Linked DNA regions of Muntiacus reevesi: region 2 is linked to region 1. A link is a contact called in public Hi-C data. All regions are on one chromosome and are shown on one strand. Each heading gives the region's core, a stretch centred on a gene start, on an enhancer-like site or on the middle of the called end of the contact. The rest is flanking DNA. Distances are from core to core; before and after follow the strand shown. Region 1 holds the start of HSDL2 (hydroxysteroid dehydrogenase like 2). Region 2 holds the start of INIP (INTS3 and NABP interacting protein).

Region 1 (7,685 bases), core at 1,936-4,435:
TTAAATAGAAAAGTTTACTAGGTGTGGATGAAAAACTTATTTATGTGGGTTGTGGTCAACAAACTTGAGTGCATTATACACTTTAAGAAAATATATTCTTATACAAGGTCAGGGTTAGAAGAGTCCTTATTTGATAATTTAAGATTAAACTTGTTTTTAACATCGTGTGTGTGTGCTCAGTCATGTCTGATTCTTTGGGACCCAAAGGACTGTAGCCCACCAGGCTTCTCTGTCCATGGCATTTTCCAGGCAAGAATACGGGAGTGGGTTGCCATTTCCTACTCCAGGGGATCTTCCCCAACCAGGCCTGAGTCTCTTGAATCTCCTGCATTGACAGGAGGATTGTTTATCACTGTGCCACCTGGAATGCCCCTTTTAACATCATATCCTTTGATATTTCAATTTAAGTTCATTTTCAGTCTCCTATGTATTTGAAAATCACTAACACTGAAGAATTAAACTTGATAGACTTTAGAAGTCAAACAACCGAAGACACATTGACCTATTCTGTGATAACTGAAAAAACAGTAATACAGATTAGACCATCACATCCTGTTTTATTGATACAAAGCATTACTTTAAGGAACTTAAAATTTATGCGTCCTCATATTTCCCTTTTATAACAATCCTATAAAGAAATTTATGTTATTTTTGCCTTAATCCAAATCAGATTATAACATGTATCACAAATTGTTAACACAAATTAACATTTTGCAGTATTATATAGTGGAGAATTTTAATATACCAACGCCATCTAGTGGTTATTCTCAACACGTTTCCTTTCTCTTGGGTATATACCCAAAAGTGGAATTGTTCTTCTGTATGTAGACATCCAGTAGCTGGTAATTATGTTTTAACTTTTGGAGGAACTGCAAAACTGTTTTCCAAAGTGGCTGTGCTATTTTACATTCCCACCAGCAATGTTTGAGGGTTTCAACTACTTTACATCTTAGCCAACACAATATTTTCCATCTTTTTTTTTTTTTGGCTGTACCAAGTGGCATGCAGGATCTTAGTTCCCTCATCAGGGATGGAACCCATGCCTCCTGCAGTGGAAGTGAGGAATCTTAACCACAGAACTGCCAGGAAAATTGCTCCATCTTTTCTATTACAGATATCCTGGTAGGTGTATAGTGAAATCTCACTGTGGTTTTGATTTGTGTTTCCCTAAAAACAAATGCTGTTTGGGCCTCCTTTCATGTGCTTGCGGTTTGTTCACATGTTTTCTTTGGAGAAATGTCTATTGAGGTCCTTTGCTCATGTTTAAATTTGGAGGTTGCTCATCTTCTCATTGCTGGAGTAGTAAGAGCTCTTTATAGATTCTGGATACCTTATCAGATATATGATTTGCAAATATTTTCTCTCGCCCTGTAGGTTGTCTTCACTTTCTTGAATGAATGGAGAGTATTTTTTCCACCAACAGTTTCTATCATCACTCTTTTCAGAACACCTAATATTACAACACAGGCTTCCCTGGTGGCTCAGTGTTCAAGACTCTGCCTACCAGTGCAGGTGACAGGGGTTTGATCCCTGGGTTGGGAAGATCTCCTGGAGAAGGAAATGGCAACCCACTCCAGTATTCTCGCCTGGAAAACCTATGGACAGAGGAGCCTGATGGGCTGCAGTCCACGGGGTTGCCAAGAGTTGGACAGCCTAAAGAACACCTTGGTTACTCCTCATTCCTCTTACATAGGGAGAGACCTTGCCTTCTTTTGGTCCAGCTGTATCTCCATTGACCAGCACCCATAGTTGCTAATACTTCCTGAATAAGTAAATTCTCTGGAGTCTCTAAGGACCATATCATAGATGGAAAATTCAAACGCTATGACACTGGCAAGTGATATAAATGAGTAAACTGAGATATTTACGGCTTCTGATAAAAGGGAGAGTACATATCCTATTTCCAGGTTAGTTTCTTCAGCTAGTCCTTACATAACAACCTCATTATCCTGTTCTACCTCTTCAGCCTTATTCTACCCTGTTTTACCCTTGGACTGAAAGGAGATCAAATCAGTCAATCCTAAAGGAAATCAGTCCTGAATGTTCACTGGAAGGACTGGTGCTGAAGCTGAAGCTCCAAGACTTTGGCCACCTGATGGGAAGAACTGACTCCTTGGAAAAGACCCTGATGCTGGGAAAGACTAAAGGTGGGAGGAGAAGGGGACGACAGAGGATGAGATGGCTGAATGGCATCACCAACTTGATGGACATGAGTTTGAGTAAGCTCCAGGAGTTGGTGATGGACAGGGAAGCCTGGAGTGCTGCAGTCCATGGGCCTGCATGGACTCTTGGTCAGAGAAGAGTCCGACACGACTGAGCGACTGAACTGAACTGAACCTCTTCAAAACAGAATTTCTTCACGTCTCCCTAAAAGTATTGTGGCAGTCTCTAGTTCATTAGGGTAGCTGAGTTATGTCCAAGGTATACTACCAAAAGCAATACTAAGTCCCAGAATTCACCTTATTCCAGCACTGAGTCTGGGTATTTCCTCCCCGAGATATTGACAAAGAGTAGAAAAATCAGAGTTAACTCCGAGTTCTTCGGCAAGAGTGACTACTGCAGAGCCCAGATTCAGAAGCCACTTCTCACCACAGGGCTGTCAAGCTGCTCTCCGGCTGGCTTTAGTCCAGATTCAGTGGGATAGTCGAAATGCGCCGCCGGCCGGCTTCTAGGAGAAGAGCGTTTATCTGCCCAGGAAAAGCGTTCCTAAGACGGGCCTCCGAGGGCGCGCGCGCAGCCAGGCAGACAGATGTCCTGGTGCCAGCGTGGACGGCGAGGGGACCAAGCGCCAAAGTCCGCTGAGAACCAGCATCTCAGCCCTCAAGGTCCCTAATGCACATCTCAAACGGCCACCCCCCTGGCAAAGGAACTCGGCGTGGCGGCGGGGAAACGTCCACAGGCCGGGAAAAGGCGTACTCGGCGGCTGACGCGCCCGGTACCTCTAGACGCGCAGGCTGGAGGCCAATTGTCACCGTAGAGACCCCGCAGGAGGGGCGGGGCGGAGTTGTTTCTCACAGCGCTTGCGCGTAGCGCGGGTTTCTAGAGGACAGGCTGCGGAGAGGAAACCAGCGCCGCGCGCCACCGAGGCCCACTGCGTGCGCAGGCGCACTCAGCCACCTCCCCCCTCTTGGAGAGCCCAGCACCTCCCGCAGAGTTCGGGGGGCGGGACCCAGGGGCGGGGTCTGGGGCGGGGCTAAATGCTGGGGAAAAATCAACCTTTCTGTGGTCGCTCGTTGAGTCCGTGTCGCCACCGACTCCGATCTGCGGCAGTCATGTTGCCCAACACCGGGTAAGGGTAATTTGGCGCCGTGGGGGAGGAAACCGGCCCAGGCAGAGTGGCTCACTTGGGTGGTCCTGGCCCGGCGGTGGGAGGATTAATGATACAGCTCGGAGCGATCTGAAACGCTGGTTCGCGCTGGATGTAGTATTCCTCTAACCTGCGGTAACTTGTGAAAAGTAGCGCAGAGGTGTGTACTTCAGGGTGGCAGTCGTGTTAAAATCTCATAGATAACGGATCCGGAGTGAGGCATCCCGCCCCCTCTAGGGCGGGTCCCAACTTTGGGTTTAGAGATACAGCTGCTTGTCTTGCTGGAGGCCGCGTGTCCTGGGTGAAAGGTCACAGGAACTCTTGTGCTCTTACTGTTAATGAGTCCCCCACTTATGCAGATCTCAATTCTGGAAGGAGAAAATAAGGGGCGTTTAAAAAGGAGTTTCAAGCTAGTAACAAACTAAGCTAACCTTTAAGGATGAGTGTCTTTTGGGGAGGCTTTGTTTTTTTTTTTACTTTGAGATGATACTGAGTTTTGCTAAAATACACGTAAGGTTTGCCATCGTCACCATTGATAAGTGTACAGTTAAGTAGTGTTAAGAATGTTTGGACTGTTGTGCAACCAGTTTCCAGAACTTTTTCGACTTGAGAAGCAAGCTCTGCACCTTCCCCCCATCCCATTCTATTTTCCGTTTATGTACTGTATGGACGTTTTGAGCTGAGTGACATGTTCGTTCTGAAGTTTGCTTGAAATATATAGGCGCATGGCCAAAAGACTTAAAAAGCTCCAAAGGTTGTTTCCTTATTCTTAACTTTCAGTCCCCTACTTACTCTCTGGTGGGTTTCCAAAGATACTCTGTGTATTTATAAACATATTTGGGTACACAATCCTAAACACGTACAAACACACTCTCCACTTTACAAAATAATAGCAAAGCCCCTTTTGGGTCTTGCTATTTTTACCTGTCATTTAATATGTCTTGGGACCTGTTTTCAGTACATTTAGATCTTTCTCCCTTTTAATGTTCTATTTATTTAACCTATCCCCATCACTGGATACCAGATCATTTCTAGCTTTTTTATTACTCCATCTTTTCTGCCGTGATTATCCTTGTATTCACCTGTTTTGCACATATTTGAGTGTATCCACGTGATAAATTCTTGGCAATGAAGCTGCTGGAGCAAAGAGTGTAAGCATTTCAAGTTTGATGGCTAATACCAAAAGCCCTCCAAAGAGGCTGCACACTGAGAAGAATTAATGTGATTTCCTAACCCAACACATTGGTAAACAGCAAAATGTCTGATAGTAAAAATACTTGTTTTGATAATAAAAATCTAACTAGAGGAAAAAATGACACCTCATTATAGTTAAAATCTGCACCAAAGAGTGAGGAAGCAGATCTTTTTATATGTTTAAAGCAGCAGTTCTTGTTGAGGAGTAATTTTAATACCCATGGGACATTAGGCAATATCTGGGAACACATTGTCACAATTGAGTGGGGTGCTACTGGCATCTAATGAGGGGTCCAGGGATGCTGGCAAACATAAGGCACAGGAGAGCCCCCTACAGTAAAGAATTATCTTGCCCAAAATGTCTATGGTGTAGAGATTGAGAAATCCTGGTTTAAAACCATCTGTGTATCTTTTCCTTTGCCTGGCTTACACAGTTAGGCTTTTGATTGATCTCTGAGATCTCTCTACTGAAAAGTAATTTGTTCTATATCATACATGTTAGAAATTTTTTCTCAGTGTTTTTTCATTGCATCTTGAATTTGATTATCCTATTTGTTTATCATGCAGAACCATGTGGTTTTATTGAATCAGAGTTATCAATGATAATCAAGTTATCTTTTAAGACTTTCGTGTTTTTGTGACAAAGCTATAAAAGGCCATCTCAAACAAAGATTTTTTTTTAATTTGTAAGTTTTCTTCTGGAATTTTCGTGCGCTTTTTCTTCCTCCCTGACTCAGATTTCAGCATAGGAAGTGAGTTAGGAAACCCACTTCATTTTGGTTCAGATGGCTGGCTGTACAGTTGTTCCAGCACCATTGACTGACTAGTTATTTTTTCTTTCTGTTAGAAATTCCACCTCTGAATTCTTGTATGAATAGAGATCGTTTTTATTTTATTACTTTGGTCTATCTGTTCATGTACCAGTGCTAAATTATGTTAATGACTCTAATTTTATAAAGTGTTTTAGTATCTTAGAAGGCTAGTTCCTGCCTCATCTAGATTTTTTTTTTTTCAGAATTTTCTTTGTTACTTTCAGATGTTTATTTTTCTAAATGAACTTTAACTTGTATAGTGTTTTTTTTGAAGTGATTGCTTTTTTTGTTTAAATAGTTAAAGATTCATCACATTTACCATGATTTTGAGGTACTAGGGAATTTTGGAAAATTGTAGTGCTAACTCTGCATTAGCAAGTTTTAGTCATCTACCAGTAGTAATGAGGAATTTGGAATCTTTTTGCTTTCTCACCTTCTACACTCTGGTTCTGATGCTTTAGAAATGGAGGTATAGACCCAGTGGTTTTCAGGTTAAGAGGAAAGTGAACTTTGCCCTTGTTTCTGCCAGTGCCTGAGACCTTGAGCATGAAAATGCCCTTCATCCTACTGAGAATCAATCCAAGTGGACCAAAGGCAAAGGAGTAGAGCTTTTTTTCTTTTTTCTTAAATTTATTTTATTAAAGTAGAGCTAATTTACAATGTTGTGTTAATTTATGCTGTATGGCAAAGTGAGTCAATTATACATATATATGTACACACACACTAACAAATATGTGTGTGTTAGTTGCTCAGTTGTATCTGGCTCTTTGCAACCCCATGGACTGTAGCCCACCAGGCTCCTCTGTCCATGGAATTCTCCAGGTAAGAATACTGGAGTGTATTCAGTAACCATTCCCTTCTCCAGGGGATCTTCCCGACCCAGGGATCGAACCCAAGTATCCTGCATTGTAGATGATGGATTCTTTTACCGTCTGAGCCACCAGGGAAACCCGCAAACACATATATGTATATATATAAACTGGTAGCTTATGGTGAACGATGTCAAATTCTTGATCTCTGAAGAAGAAGAGTTAGCTTTGGGACCAGGGACCAGGCTTCATCACTCAAGAGCTTTTGTGTAGCGGAGTTTTGTTAAAGTAAGAAAGGAGACAGAGAAAGCTTCTGACATAGACATCAGAAGGCGTTGGAGAATGCCTCCCTTTGCTAGTGTTAGCAAGGGAGTCAGATACTTTTTAAATTAGTTATTACAGTAAATCAAAAGAATGTCTCAAGGTTGTAAAATTTTTACCAGACCCACTCCCACAATTTACATTTTAGGGTAATGGATTAGAATTTAACAATAGAAAGATCCTACCAGACCCACTCCCATAATATACATTCTCAGATATCAGGATTAATTGGAAGGTTTTCAGGAAGGAGAAGCTGTCCTCAAGCAGGAAACGTTGTTGTTTTATAATCCCTAGTACAAAGTTGAAACTGAGTTGTTTGTTGTCTTACCAGTTCTGAGCTTAAAGGAAAAAAACCATTTTATGTGATTAAGACTAAGATATGCAGAGAAAAAAAAAGTTTGCCCTTTCCTCCTCCTCAAGAACCCCAGACCCCTCTCTCCTCAGGGACCCACGTGTAAGGCATAGTTCCGGCGAGGCAGAAAAGGAAAGACGACCTCAACAGAAGTAGGTTACCTTTATTCAGGCAAGGAGGGGCGACAGTCGGCCAAACGACCAGGCTGAGCGCCGAAAGGGATCAGGGAGGCTTCATACTTATAGGGAGGTTTGTGGAAGCGATAAGGGAAACGTCAATCAAGTGGGATATTTTGAGTATTCTTTTGTTGGGATGACACTCTATAGTTGGGCAGGGGGTGATAAGTCTTCTGGGTGGGTGTAGGGGGTGGAAGGTTTCCGGACAGGGGGTGATAAGTCCCAGATAGATGCAACTGGCCTGGAGCATCAGAGTGGAACTAAAGTTATGCTTTGTTTTCTCCGAAGTTAGATGATTCAGCAAGAGGCCTTTGAGACTGTAGTTCTCTTTTCTAGGCCCAAAAGACTCCTTCACCCCGGACTTCTTATCAACCTGCCTAGGAATTGACTCTCTCAAAACCATAGTGGAAAAGGATATGAACATTCTTTTTCATATTCTTTTCCATTATGGTTTATCACAGGATATTGAATATAATTCCCTGTGCTACACAGTAGGACTTTGTTGTTTATCCTTCCTATATGTAATAGTTTGCATCTGCTATGGATAGGGCTTTTTAAAGCAATAATTGGGACATTTTTATCTAAATACTTACATTTAAAAATTACTTTAACTCTATGTATATTACCTTTTGTATAAAAAGGAAGGGAAAATTACACACACACAGGATATGTTTTATATATGTGTGTGTGTCTGCATATTTTTTAAAAAAGAAA
Region 2 (7,685 bases), core at 3,819-6,318, 210 kb after region 1:
GGATGTTTCATAGTGGATTTGACTAGGGATCAATCAAAGGCAACAGTAAAAATGATTGTGCTTTATTCCAACTGCTTAAAAAAATTATAAATCTTGAATATCTGTGCTATTACAACAGAAGGATAAAAATATTTTGTTTTCATTTGGAGTTCATGGTGTGACTTTGAGAAGCATATTTTCTCTCCAAAATGGATTTCTCTTAGTTTCATTTTGGCTCAAATTTTAATCTGAATCCCTATAACCTGTTGAAAAGAAGAGGCCAGAGTCCACAGGGGAATGCTGACCTGTAATTAGTCCACAATTACACAAGTCACTCATACATTTGAGAGAACAGAGCTGTATTAGCTGGTTACACCCAGTAAAGCTGTCACCACAGCTAGTTTTTTACAATACCACACTTCTGTAAAGGGCTCCCAGGTGGCTTGGTGGTAGAGAATCTGCCTGCCAAGGCAGAAGACTCAGATTCAATCCTGGGAAGCATTCCCTGGAGAAGGAAATGGGAACTCACTCCAGTATTCCTGCCTAGAAAACCCCATGAACAGAGGAGCCTGGCAGGCTGCAGTCCATGGGGTCACAAAGAGTTGGACGCAACTTGGCAACTAAAACTTTCACACCCAGGATGCATTTTCTAATTCCAAGTCCCTTTGAGGAGGCGCACCATTTTACTGCCTTGTGTAAAAATAAAGACTATTGTTTAAGATTAAAAAAAAGTGAGCAAGATTTCAGCTGCTGTAGCCCAACATAAAGGAGACAAGAGTCTGTTTGGAGTATGAGTTGAGCCAAGCCATCTGCTAGAACAAAAATCACATTTCAGAGGAATATAACAGAATCCAGGGATTCTATAGTGTATTAGTCACAGTACCCAGGATTTCATAACAAATCACTTAGTAAGAAACTTGGGCTTCCCTTGTGGCTCAGCTGGAAAAGTATCCACCTGCAATGTGGGAGACCTGGGTTCGATCCCTGGGTTGGGAAGGTCCCCTGGAAATGGGAAAAGCTACCCATTCCAGTATTATGGCCTAGAGAATTCCATGGACTGTACAGTCTATGGGGTCGCAAAAAGTCAGACATGACTGAGCGACTTTGAGTTACAGTAAGAAAAAGAAAAATGTGACCCATACTCAAAAAAAAGAAAAGAAAATGCAGTCAACAGAAACCAACTCCAAAATGATTGATTTAGGTGATGTAATTAGCAGTGACACAGAACCTGTATCTAGACTCTTAAAAAAAAAACTGATAATAAAAATAACCCAATTTTTTAAGAAATGAGCAAAAGGAAGTCTGACCAAACACTTAACAAAGATTTGCAATGGCCAATAAGCACATTATAAAGTGCCCAACATTTGTCATCAGGGAAATGAAAGCTAATACCACAATGAGATGTCACTTTACACTCTCTAAAATGCCTAACATTGAAAAGACCAACAGTGCTCTATATGGAGCAACCAGAATTATCACACTTTACTAGAGGGAATGTAAAGTACACTCCACTGCTCCACTCCTAGTTATTTATCCAAATATCTGCAAAAAGACTGACAAATATTCAAAGCAGCTTTATTCACAATGACCCAAACTGATAGAACCCCAAAGTCTCCAAAAAGGAAAATGAATAAGGAAACTGTGGTAAATTCATGCAATGGAATACTAGTCTGCAATAAAAAAGAATGAACAATTGATACATGGCACAACATGGATGATTCTCACAGACAGCATAGTGAGTGTGAGCTGGACACAAACATGTTTATATGACATTTAAAATGAAACATGACCAAGATTAATATAAAAATAAGATCTGTCAAATGGATGCTTAATTTTGATATGGAGAGGAAAACAGAAGTTTGTTTCAATTTTTCAAGTAGGTTTGTAAGTCTGTAATTTTCACTTATAAGGTGGAACTGAATACTTTCTGGAAATTAAACTTTGCTTTTGAAAACTTACTTTTAAACTAAACAAAAACTCCTTCCTTGGGATGTATCTAACTTGATTTGCTTTAAGGAGCTCTTAATACAGATGAAATGTATATGGAAAGTTTTTCAAGCAAATGAAAATAAAGGCATGGATATGGCCCAATGACAATATTAACTTCTTCAAAAGTGGTTCTGATCTCAAGTAAGAAAGTAAGAGAACAAATGTCAGAGGAGGACCTAAAGTTTACAATGTGAGCAATATTAACACAGATTAAAACATAGGATTTAGATGTTCCGGATGTTCAACCTGGATTTAGGAAAGACAGAGAAACCAGAGATCAAATTGCCAACATCTGCTGGATCATTTAAAAAGCAAGAGAGTTCCATAAAAACATCTACTTCTGCTTCATTGACTATGCCAAAGCCTTTGAATGTGTGGACCACATCAAGCTCTGGAAAATTCTTACAGAGATGGGAATACCAGACCACCTAACCGGAGAAATCGATACACAGGTCAAGAAGCCAACAGTTAGAACTGGACATGGAACAACAGGCTGGTTCCAAACTGGGAAAGGAGTATGTCAAGGTTTTATATTGTCACTCTGCTTATTTAACTTATATGCAGAGTACAGCATGAGAAATGCTGGACTGGATGAAGCACAAGCTGTAATCAAGATTGCCAGGAGAAATATCAATAACCTCACATATGCAGATGACACCACCCTGATGGCAGAAAGAGAAGAAATAAAGAGTCTCTTGATGAAAGTGAAACAGGAGAGTGAAAATCTGGTTTAAAACTCAACATTCAGAAAACTAAGATCATGGCATCTGGTCCCATCACTTCATGGCAAATAGATGGGGAAACAGTGGAAACGGTGATAGACTTCATTTTGGGGGGCCCCAAAATCACTACAGATGGTGACTGCAGCCATGAACTGAAAAGACGTTTGTTTGTTCCTTGGAAGAAAAGTTATGACCAACCTAGACAGCATATTAAAAAGCAGAGACATTACTTTGCCAACAAAGGTCCATCTAGTCAAGGCTATGGTTTTTCCAGTGGTCATGTACAGATGTGAGAGTTGGACTATAAAGAAAGCTGAGCGCCAAAGAATTGATGCTTTTAAACTGTGGTGTTGGAGAAGACTCTTGAGAGTCCTTGGACAGCAAGGAGATCCAACCAGTCCATCCTAAAGGAAATCAGTCCTGAATAGTCATTGGAAGGACTGATGCTGAAGCTCCAATATTTTGGCCACCTGATGTGAAGAACTGACTCATTTGAAAAGACCCTGATGCTGGGAAAGAGTGAAGGCGGGAGGAGAAGGGGACGACAGAGGATGAGATGGTTGGATGGCATCACTGACTCGATGGACATGAGTTTGAGTAAACTCCGAGAGTTGGTGATGGACAGGGAGGCCTGGCGTGTTGTGGTTCATGGGGTCGCAGCGTTGGACACGACTGAGCGACTGAACTGACTGACATATAGACAAAATGTTGGAATTGCTTCAAATATGAGATTTTACTTTGCTAGTCTTTTCTTTTTGCTATTCATTTTTAATTCCAGCTACAGTAACTGCCCTATGCTAAATTTTCTATCAAAATACTTTGAGGGGAAAAGTTCCTAGTAATAAAAGAAATTCCAGGATGCACTTACCTTGTCCTGAAGGGTTTGCTGCCATCTTCCTATTTTCTGTTTCAACTATGTTCAGGGGTAACTGGGCAGCACTTTACAAACACCTGTGAAAAATAATGTGTACACACTTATCTTCATCTCTTCAGAAATATATGTCTGAAAGGCACACAACTTAAAGCAAACACCTCAAGTTATTTAGAGGGCTTAGTTGCTTCAGTCATGTTTGACTCTGTGACCTTAAAGCCTGCCAGGCTCCTGTGTCCATGGGATTTTCCAGACAAGAATACTGGAGTGGGTTGCCATTTCCTACTCCAGGAGATCTTCCTGACCCAGGGATGGAACCATCGTCTTTTATGTCTCCCTCATTGTCAGATGGGTTCTTTACCTCTAGCACCACCTGGGAAGCCCACTTAATTAGAGAGTGAAAGTCAAATGTTTATTCTTGCAGATGTTGATACCAACAGTTAGCATTACTGTCTTTAATTACATCATTAGGTTATGTTTACCAAATACTACCAAATGTATCAACTAATTGATGCTATCAATGCGATTACAGGGCTAGGAAGCAAAAATCACTCAACTATAGTGCCTTTGGATTCATTTAAGATACCTACCTAACAACTACTGTGTATACTGCTCAAGGCTAAAAAGGGAAACAAGCCGAATATTTATCCAGTATATACTCTGTACACTATGTAAGATGACTGAAATTAGTTTATTTTATTTATCACCACTTTATAAATGGGGAGATTATGCCCAAGGTGATGAAGCTAGTGCGAATAAGATTAGTTTTAAACTTCGTGCTTTTGAACTAGGCCTTGGGTAGATCCCAAATGAGCAAGATCCTACTCTTGCTCTCATGAAATGTACAATCCAGTAGGAAAACACAGTCTCATTCAAACAACCATACTAAAAAAAGTTTAATACGCGCTTTTTACAAGGCGTAAACAACGCTCTGTGAGCAGAGACGAACTGATTCTACTGGCATGACGAGGTATGCCTTCTAATATGCGCGCGAAAGGGAAAGAGCTAGTAAACAAATGTCGGTTTTGAAGAAAATAATGTTAGGTGTCTCCTGCGGCTTAAGTACAGAGCAGGCGAAACGGGGTTAGGAAGGGAGGAACAAGAGGGCCATCTTGTGATGGGGACGTCAAGCAGAGACGTGACAAGGTTGGACCAGCGTCTCAGAAGGGTGCCTGGAGCGTGCGTGGAAGGCTGGCGCAGCGGCTGCGGCTGAGACCCAGGACAACACGGGGAGTGAATGCTGGGAGGCAAAGCTGACGGGGAAGCCACTGTCCTATGGCAAGGGACGGCGGCAGGTCAGCACCGGGGCCACACACCTCCATAACCGGCGCCGCCAGGCGATCCTACTTACCGCGAGGCGGAAGAGCCCAGGACCGCCTAGCCGTCAGGTCGCGTTCTCCAAAAGGGGCGCGACCACTTAAACACCCGCAACTCGAGCTCAACATGTAACTCTACAACCTTCCAGCCCCCGCTGCTCTTCCGCCTCCCAGTGACCTACCTACGTGGAGCGGAAGTCCCGCCTCCCGCCTGGACCCAACGGCCGCTCCTCACGGTGATTCGTACTTTAACTGCCAACCTCATGCATACGCCACTTCCTTTCCAAAGAGTGGCAGCCAGAGAGGCTCATGGAACTTGCAGGCCGGGGGGCGGGGCCAGAAGGGGGCGGGGCGCGCAGGGACGTAGGGGCGGGGCAGAGACAGAATGGGTCCCTAGCACCGCAAGTAACTATTCCGTCCAGACCGCTGGGGGGAGAAAAGCCACCATCCCAGCAAGTGTGAATCCACTTAGGTTGGGACTGAGGCAGAGCTGCCTGCGGTTGGCACTCGGAGAGCGAGCTTTAACAACCCTGTTGGGGTTGCGCATCTTAATGTACACAGATCCCGGGGATACTTTTCTACTTTAATTAAACATAAGATAAGCACTAAACTTGTAGATTCTCCAAGCCAGGTTCAGCAATACGTGAACCGTGAACTTCCAGATGTTCAAGCTGGTTTTAGAAAAGGCAGAGGAACCAGAGATCAAATTGCCAACATCCGTTGGATCATTGAAAAAGCAAGAGAGTTCCAGAAAAACATCTACTTCTGCTTTATTGACTCTGCCAAAGCATTTGACTGTGTGGATCACAGTAAACTGTGGAAAATTATGAAAGAGATGGGAATACCAGCTCACCTAACCTGCCTGTTGAGAAACCTGTATGTAGGTCAGGAAGCAACAGCTAGAACTGGACATGGAACAACAGACTGGTTCCAAATAGGAAAAGGAGTCCCTCTGTATATTGTCACCCTGCTAATTTAACTTCTATGCAGAGCACATCATGAGAAACCCTGGGCTGGAGGAAGCATAAGCTGGAATCAAGATTGCTGGGAGAAATATCAATAACCTCAGATATGCAGATGACATCACCCTTATGGCAGAAAGTGAAGAAGAACTAAAGAGCCTCTTGATGAAAGTGAAAGAGGAGAGTGAAAAAGTTGGCTTAAAGCTCAACATTCAGAAAACTAAGATCATGGCATCTGGTCCCATCATTTCATGGCAAATAAATGGGGAAGCAGTGGAAACAGTGGCTGACTTTATTTTTAAGGGCTTCAAAATCACTGCAGATGGTGATTGCAGCCAAGAAATTAAAAGACGCTTACTCCTTGGAAGGAAAGTTATGACCAACCTACACAGCACATTAAAAAGCAGAGACATTACTTTGTCAACAAAGGTCGGTTTAGTCAAGGCTATGCTTTTCCAGTGATCATGTATGGATGTGAGAGTTGGACTATAAAGAAAGCTGAGTGCCGAAGAATTGATGCTTTTGAACTGTGGTGTTGAAGAAGACTCTTGAGAGTCCCTTGGACTGCAAGGAGATCCAACCAGTCCATCCTAAAGGAGATCAGTCCTGGGTGTTCATTGGTAGGACTGATGTTAAAGCTGAAACTCTAATACATTGGCCACCTGATGCAAAGAGCTGACTCATTTGAAAAGACCCTGATGCTGGGAAAGATTGAGGGCAGGAGAGAAGGGGACGACAGAGGGCGAGATGGTTGGATGGCATCACTGAATCAATGGACAGGCGTTTTGGTGGACTCCGGGCATTGGTGATGGGCAGGGAGGCCTGGCGTGCTGCAGTTCATTGGGTCGCAGAGTCCGACACGACTGAGCGACTGAAGTGAAACTTGTAGAAATTTTTTACTGCTGTGCAATTGCAATAGTGTGTATTTAAGAAGTGGATGTATCACATCTCAGATCAAGAAGTCACTCCTTGTGGGATTGCCTAATGCCAGCACAGTAGAGCTACATGTCTATCAACACGTTGGATAGTCAGATCTGAAACCACAGTTTGAAAAAGGAAAATGTTGAATAAAGTTTGCAAAATGTAAACTCTTAAAAAAGAAAAGAAAAAAAGATCTGTGTTTCACTGGTCAGTGTGCCTGACCATATCTTGGTCAATGTGTCTGCTCAGTCATATCCGGCTCTTTGCGACCCCATGGACTATATATGGCCCACCAGGCTCCTCTATCCATGGAATTTTCCAAGCAAGAATACTGGAGTGGGTTGCCATTTCCTCCTCCAGGTGATCTTCTCAACCCAGTGATCGAATCTGCATCTCCTGAGTCTCCTGCGTTGGCAAGCAGATTCTTTACCACTGTGTCACCCATCTATCTAGTCAATAGTTCAGGTAAGTATATTGTTGTTGTAGTCTCACAGTTGTGTCCAATTCTTTGCAACCCCATGGACTGCAGCATGCCAGGCTTCCTTGTCCTTCACTATATCCTGGAGATTGCTCATACTCATGTCCATTGAATTGATGATGCCATCCAACCATCTTGTCCTCTGTCTCCCACTTCTGCTCCTCCCCTCAATCGTCCCCAGCATCAAGTTCTTTCAATGAATTGACTCTTTGCATTAGGTGGCCAGAGTATTAGGGCTTCAGTTTCAGCATCAGTCCTTCCAATGAGTATTCAGGGTTAGTTTCCTTTAGGATTGACTGGTTTGATAAATATGTAAGTCCTACATATCTACTAGTGGAAAGTCCAAGACAAAAGGAATGCGTGTGATAGACGTGGGGCTCTGTCACCTGATAAGGAAATTCCAGGTAACAGTCTGTGAGGTGCTTCCTCCTGAAGCCAGTATGATAA

The links. A called contact is a pair of places that touch in the nucleus more often than the background predicts.
Region 2: a contact with region 1 is called in a Hi-C map of muscle, with 4 times the contacts expected there. The contact joins the promoter of INIP here to the promoter of HSDL2 in region 1. A contact is called at or near these places in 2 of 3 Hi-C or Micro-C datasets (blood and muscle).

What each region holds. Positions count from the first base shown.
Region 1 is chr10:32,547,489-32,555,173 of mMunRee1.1, forward strand. It overlaps HSDL2 (hydroxysteroid dehydrogenase like 2), which reads left to right and starts at 3,186. Exons shown (of 11, transcript XM_065947165.1): 1 at 3,186-3,289. The coding sequence starts at 3,198.
Region 2 is chr10:32,759,960-32,767,644 of mMunRee1.1, forward strand. It overlaps INIP (INTS3 and NABP interacting protein), which reads right to left and starts at 5,069. Exons shown (of 5, transcript XM_065947274.1): 1 at 4,913-5,069; 2 at 3,559-3,641. The coding sequence starts at 3,583.